2 separate regions of the Mus musculus genome follow, and region 1 is linked to region 2. Evidence: chromatin contacts called from public Micro-C data. All regions are on one chromosome and are shown on one strand. The core of a region is the stretch at or near the end of the contact, and the rest is flanking DNA. Distances in the headings are between cores, read along the strand shown. Region 1 has its middle 14 kb from the start of Fer. Region 2 holds the start of Fbxl17 (F-box and leucine-rich repeat protein 17).

Region 1 (2,704 bases), core at 69-2,568, 350 kb before region 2:
CTCAAGCCAGGCCCAGTGTCTCTCTGGATCGCCGCTGCCTGTGGATTTCGGATGTAGAACTCTTGGCTCCTTTTCCAGATCCCTTGCTACCTGTGTGCCACCGTGCTTCCTACTACCACGATAATGAACTCAACCTCTGAACTGTAAGCCAGCTCCAGTTAAATGTTTTCCTTCTTAAGAGTTGAGTTGCTGTGGTCATGGTGTCTCTTCACAGCAATAGAAATCCTAACTAAGACAGTGTTCTGAAGAAATAATCATGTCTTTCAGTCTATCTGACTGATCAAGTGATAGACCATCCCTATGCATAGAAGAGGCTTTTCCCTAGGAATCTCATATTGGAAGAAGGGAAAGGCACCAGCCAGAAGGGAAACCTGATTTTACACAGTTCCATTAACTTGTCCTACCACCTTACAGGATAGGCCTGAAGCTCAAGCACTGACAGCTCAATTGTGTGGGAAGTCACGCTGTGACCTGGTAAGCTAGGTGGACCAAAAGTGGACTTGGTAAACTCTCTGGATCTCTTTCCCTCTTCCCAATGTGGCCATGTTGAATACATCTTTTTTTTTTTTTTTTTTCCCTGCCTTCCACTTTTATTTTGGCTCTTTTAATTAGCTTATTGAGGACGAGTGGCTGGACCATACTTGAGGCTCTGGTGGTGACGCTACAGGTTCAATAGCACTGTCTTTAAAGTTTGTAATGCTGACCCCACCCCCAGTCTTTTCCGTAGCCATGCAATTATAAAGCTCTGAATTAACGGAGGAGGCCATTGGGCAGGCAGTAGAGCTAATGTTTACCTCCTCGAAAGCCTGTTGGGTTTCTATAGAGGTAAAACGGAAGCCCCAATCCCACACCCTACCCACGACTTAGGAAACTGTGGTTAGGTGCAGCTTTCACATCTCTCTCTATATGAAGGCGGCTACAGCGAGAGTCTGAGCCCGAAATCAAGGCATACAAGAAATCAGTTGAAAATAATAAGAGGGGTGTGTGTGTGTGTGTGTGTGTGTGTGTGTGTGTGTGTGTGTGTGTGTTTTGTTTTTCCCATGCAGCAAAAGGTAGAATTTTAGGGACACAACTGATCAAGTTCTCTGAGATTTTATTTTATTTTTTAGAAGTCAACACTTAGCAGGGGTAGCCAGTACAGGAACAAGATCTCAAGACAGGGTGTTCTGCTGCACCACACCAGATCCCAGGACCAAGACTGTCTAAGGCATCGCACAGACCCAGGCCAGACCCCGCCCAAAGAGGCCGGCCCAGCCCTAAGCAGCGAGAGCAGAAACCCTTTAGCGTCCTAGAGCGGCCATAGCGTGGTGCGGAAATGGGCGGAGCATCTCCGTGGCCTGGTCCAAGCATGCTCAGTGCCCTGACTCGGCTGGTGGGTCGGGAGTCTCCACACCCGGACCGGGATTCTAACGCGTGGACACAGTGCTGTCCACGCCCGCACAGTGCTAGCCGCACCCCGGCCCGGAGTGTCCTTTTCCCCTGCAGAAACCAGATTCATTCTGCACCGAGCTGAGCCCGCGGCAATGGGAAAGGGACAGGGCTGGCTCCCTGACCCAGAACTGCGTCTGGAGGGGCCGTCAGACATTTGCCTTAATTTTCCAGTCTGCAGTATCAGTGATGAGTATTTCCCAAAGTATTGCCAGAATTGAGAAAATGAATGAGAATACCAGGAACTTGGTTTTGAGCCTGACATTGTTAAACTGGAATTTATCGATAATACTTGCAGGCTCAGGAGATAAACACTCACCCCTGCATCATCCAACTCCGGAGGCGGTCACTGACTTCCTCAGTGGAGGATGAAATGCTGGTTGGAGTTCGAAAGAGCAAATGGACTCTAAACAACTACAAAAGCAGTATTTTTAATCACAAGGTCAAGTGCTTAAAACAGGGAGACCCTTAAAGAAAGAGGATAGAGAGTAGAAAGTGAAAAAATAAAATAAAATAAAAGCTTCCCCAAAATATAATTTCAGCTGTGATACGACGAAACCAATGAGAAATAACAAGTATGAGAACTCAAGCGGGAAGGTGTATTAGTAAATACAGTGAGACTCCAGTCTGTGGACAGTGGCAACCAATCCTCCTTCGCTGTGTTAAGCAATATGTAGGAGAGTCCCTAACGTGATCAAAACGGATATCTGAAACCCTATAGTAAAGTACCATTGTCTGCCGTCTCTCATTGCTTCCAACGTAAAGTGCACGTGGCTAATTTGTGTGGAATGATCCCTAGGAGACCAAGGTTCCTTACGAATTCTGCCTCCCCACCTGATGCAGCCTTCTCTGCGTTCATTGCGCCATCTCCTTTGGGACGCCTATATTATTCATGTCAATCGACAAGCAGCTGAAAAACATTGCACATTATGAAGCAACTTTGGTTTTTATTTAGCACATGGATTCGTGATATCCTAATTATCTTCATAATTGTAGAATGTGTTTATTCTTTAACCACTCCCTGTAAGCACAACTGAGTAATACTGTTATTATAAACATTTGCAATTTAAGTAAAGATAGGATTGTGAGTTACAAGAATCTTTGCCCTTTGCTTTCATTTGAGACTTTTTCCCTGTTCCTATGTTCTCATCTCTACCTGCCCAGAAGGCATTGGAGAACCATCGGATGGCAGATGGATGAAGGCTGAATCACTCTTGTTCTATCTCCTACTTTCCTGACTTAAAGTAGATTTTATAAACATTTTTAAAAAATTTTA
Region 2 (2,808 bases), core at 107-2,606:
GTACTTTCTGCACAATTTTAGCTTCATTTGCTCTAGAAAAGAGCCAAGCCGAGATGGCCATAACTTGACGATTCACGAATGGAGCTCTGAGAGCCTGGAAGACCCTTTCCTCGATTACAGGCAGAAGAACCATGGGCATGTGGGGGATATCCGTAGGTGAAGGAGTTCAGACAGCACATTTGAGAGTAACAAATATGTGAATATCTGGACAAATCTTTTTCCCATTGGTTTTTGAAATTCTGATATCCTCAACTCTCTCCCCGGTAGCTTTTGAATATACCCAGGGAGTATATTCTTCAGCAGGGAGGGGTGGGGCTTCTTTTAATGAAGAGTAGAAACTGCCAGAAACAAATCACCTCATTTCTTCGCAGCCTTTGTTTCTTTTCTGCCACTCCCCCCACTGACACTTTTTCTAAAGTCCTCTCCACTGCCTGATCCACTGCTTTGGACTCTTAGCATGGTTTCAAAGTTCCCTCCAAAACTTACCCTGAAATTTGCTACTGTTAACAGTATGCATGCAACATTCCTAAGGGGGTCCTTTAAGAGGTGATGAGGACACTAGAGTTCCGCCCTCCAGGAACAAATTGTTACCACAAGAGTAGGTTCCCGATAAAAAATGATAGACAGTTTCCGGCGCTTTTACCCTGCCACTTAGCTGACACTGCATGTTATTCTACTTTCCAAAGCCTCCAGAGCGAGATAAACTTCTTCATAGTTTACTGTTGTATGTAGCATTGTTATAGCAGCAGAAGAGACTAAGACAACTAACTTTCCCTACCTTCTCCCCTGTGAAAGCTGACCTCTCCCCATCCGAGAACCTGTGTCATCACTGTAACTTAAGACTTCTGAAGTCTGATCAACTTGCATGTTTTAGTTCCCCACCTTAGCCACCAAAGTCTGTCCTAAGGGCACCACACTAATATTCACAGAGTGGACAGACTGGATTTCAAGGTGTCAAACAACAGTAACATTGAGCTTGGAGCCTGGAATGTTGGAGTGTTTTTTCCAGCGTGTATACCTGTTTTCAGCGTGATACATGTTTTCAGCCCGCAATTGTGTGCAAAGGCAGCAGTATGCAACAGGTGCCTAGACACAGGAGTAGAATCAGTGTAGTCACCTAGCTAACGGATCCTTACTGGACTGTCACCCATCACCCAAGGGCTCAGGCCTCTCAGGTGGAACTGGTTCTTCCGTTCTCAATTGGCCTCAGTTTCCGAGTCAGGGCGATGGTGGGGTGGGAAGTGAAGGGGAAGAGCCAAGCTGAGCCTGGCCAATGGCAGCTCTTGAACTTACACCTCCAGACGTCAGCGCGGCCGTGGAAACGGATGTCACCCAGCTGGCTCGGAAGCGTCTCCATCCGCTTCGGGAGAGGGGCGTGAGCCCGGAGGCGTCCAGGCCACCTCCGTGTGCAGCCGGAGGGAGTGCGCGGCCCCGTCAGCGCGCAGCCCCGAGGTCCCCGCTTCTCCCCCGGCGGCGCTCCCGCCCCTGGGTGAGACCCGCGCGCCCCCGCGGGCGGCTCCGCCCCCTCCCGGAGCGGGCGGCGCGCTCCCGCGGCGACGGGCCGTGTCGCGGGCTCGCGCGCCGCCGGCCCAGCCGCAGTTAAAATGGTCCGAGTCGGGCCCGCGCTGCCCCCGCCGCGGCGCTGACTGACTGAACCGGCTGGCCTGGCCGGCAGACTCGCTTCCCTCCCTCGCGTCCCCACAGCTCGCGCCCGTCCTCCTCCCGGCTCCCCGGGGGGCAAAGCATGTAGCCCGCGTCGGGCACCCGGGCGGCCCGCAGCTGACGCCCACCCCCGCCGTCGCGTGTGCCGGGTGCGCGGCGCGGGCGACCCAGCCAGCGGCCTGCCCCGCCGCCGGAGCCCGCCCCTCGGGCCTCCCTCTCCCGCCCCGTCCCGGTCGCCCTCCTCGGGGCCTTCTATATGGGCCACCTTCTCTCGAAGGAGCCGCGTAACCGCCCGAGCCAGAAGAGGCCTCGCTGCTGCAGCTGGTGTCGCCGCCGGCGCCCTCTCCTCAGACTGCCCCGCCGGGCTCTGGCCAAGGCGTCCCCGCAGCCCGCGGCGCCCCGGAGCCGGGACTGCTTCTTCCGCGGGCCCTGCATGCTCTGCTTCATCGTGCACAGCCCCGGCGCGCCCGCCTCCGCCGGCCTAGAGGAGGAGCCGCCGCTCTCGCCACCGCCGCCGCCGCCGCGGGACGGGGCCTACGCCGCCGTCTCCTCGCAGCACTTGGCGCGGCGCTACGCGGCCCTGGCCGCCGAGGACTGCGCCGCCGCCGCACGCCGCTTCCTGCTGTCCTCGGCCGCCGCCGCCGCCGCCGCTGCCTCGTCGCCCGCGTCCTGCTGCAAGGAGCTGGGGCTGGCCGCCGCCGCCGCCTGGGAGCAGCAGGGCCGGAGCCTCTTCCTGGCCGGCGTGGGGCCCGTGCGCTTCCTGGGACCGCTGGCCGCCGTGCAGCTCTTCCGGGCACCGCCGGCGCCGCCGCCGCAGGCCGAGCCCGCCACGGCCCTCGAGATGGTTTGCAAGCGGAAAGGGGCCGGGGTCCCCGCCTGCACCCCCTGCAAGCAGCCCCGTTGCGGCTGCGGGGGCTGCGGCGGGGGCGGCGGCGGCGGGGGAGGGCCCGCGGGAGGAGGTGCCTCGCCGCCGCGGCCGCCCGATGCCGGCTGCTGCCAGGCCCCGGAGCAGCCCCCGCCGCCGCTCTGCCCCGCGCCCGCCTCTCCCGCCTCAGAGTGTGCCCCCATCGTGGCCGCCGCCGGGGACACAGTCCGAGCCGGGGGCACCGCCCCCTCGTCTGCCCAGCAGCAGCCCGAGAGCGGCGA

Evidence for each region. Hi-C and Micro-C count contacts between places; a contact is called where the count stands out from the background.
Region 1: a Micro-C map of embryonic stem cells shows a contact between it and region 2, with 3 times the contacts expected there. The contact joins the enhancer-like site here to the promoter of Fbxl17 in region 2. A contact is called at or near these places in 6 of 484 Hi-C or Micro-C datasets (LSK cells, embryonic stem cells, olfactory sensory neurons and 1 more) and 2 of 9 other capture datasets (adipose tissue and liver).

The regions. Positions count from the first base shown.
Region 1 is chr17:63,848,370-63,851,073 of GRCm38.p6, reverse strand. No RefSeq gene overlaps it. Among named protein-coding and RNA genes, the nearest start is that of Fer, 14 kb to the left of the region's middle. Within about 2 kb of position 1,318, at least 303 of the 459 cell types and tissues checked have an H3K27ac peak or open chromatin away from gene starts, as enhancers often do. A contact at or near this core is called in adipose tissue, embryonic stem cells, liver and 1 more, where this site is marked.
Region 2 is chr17:63,499,128-63,501,935 of GRCm38.p6, reverse strand. Fbxl17 (F-box and leucine-rich repeat protein 17) reads left to right here and starts at 1,356. Exons shown (of 9, transcript NM_015794.1): 1 at 1,356-2,808. The coding sequence starts at 1,919.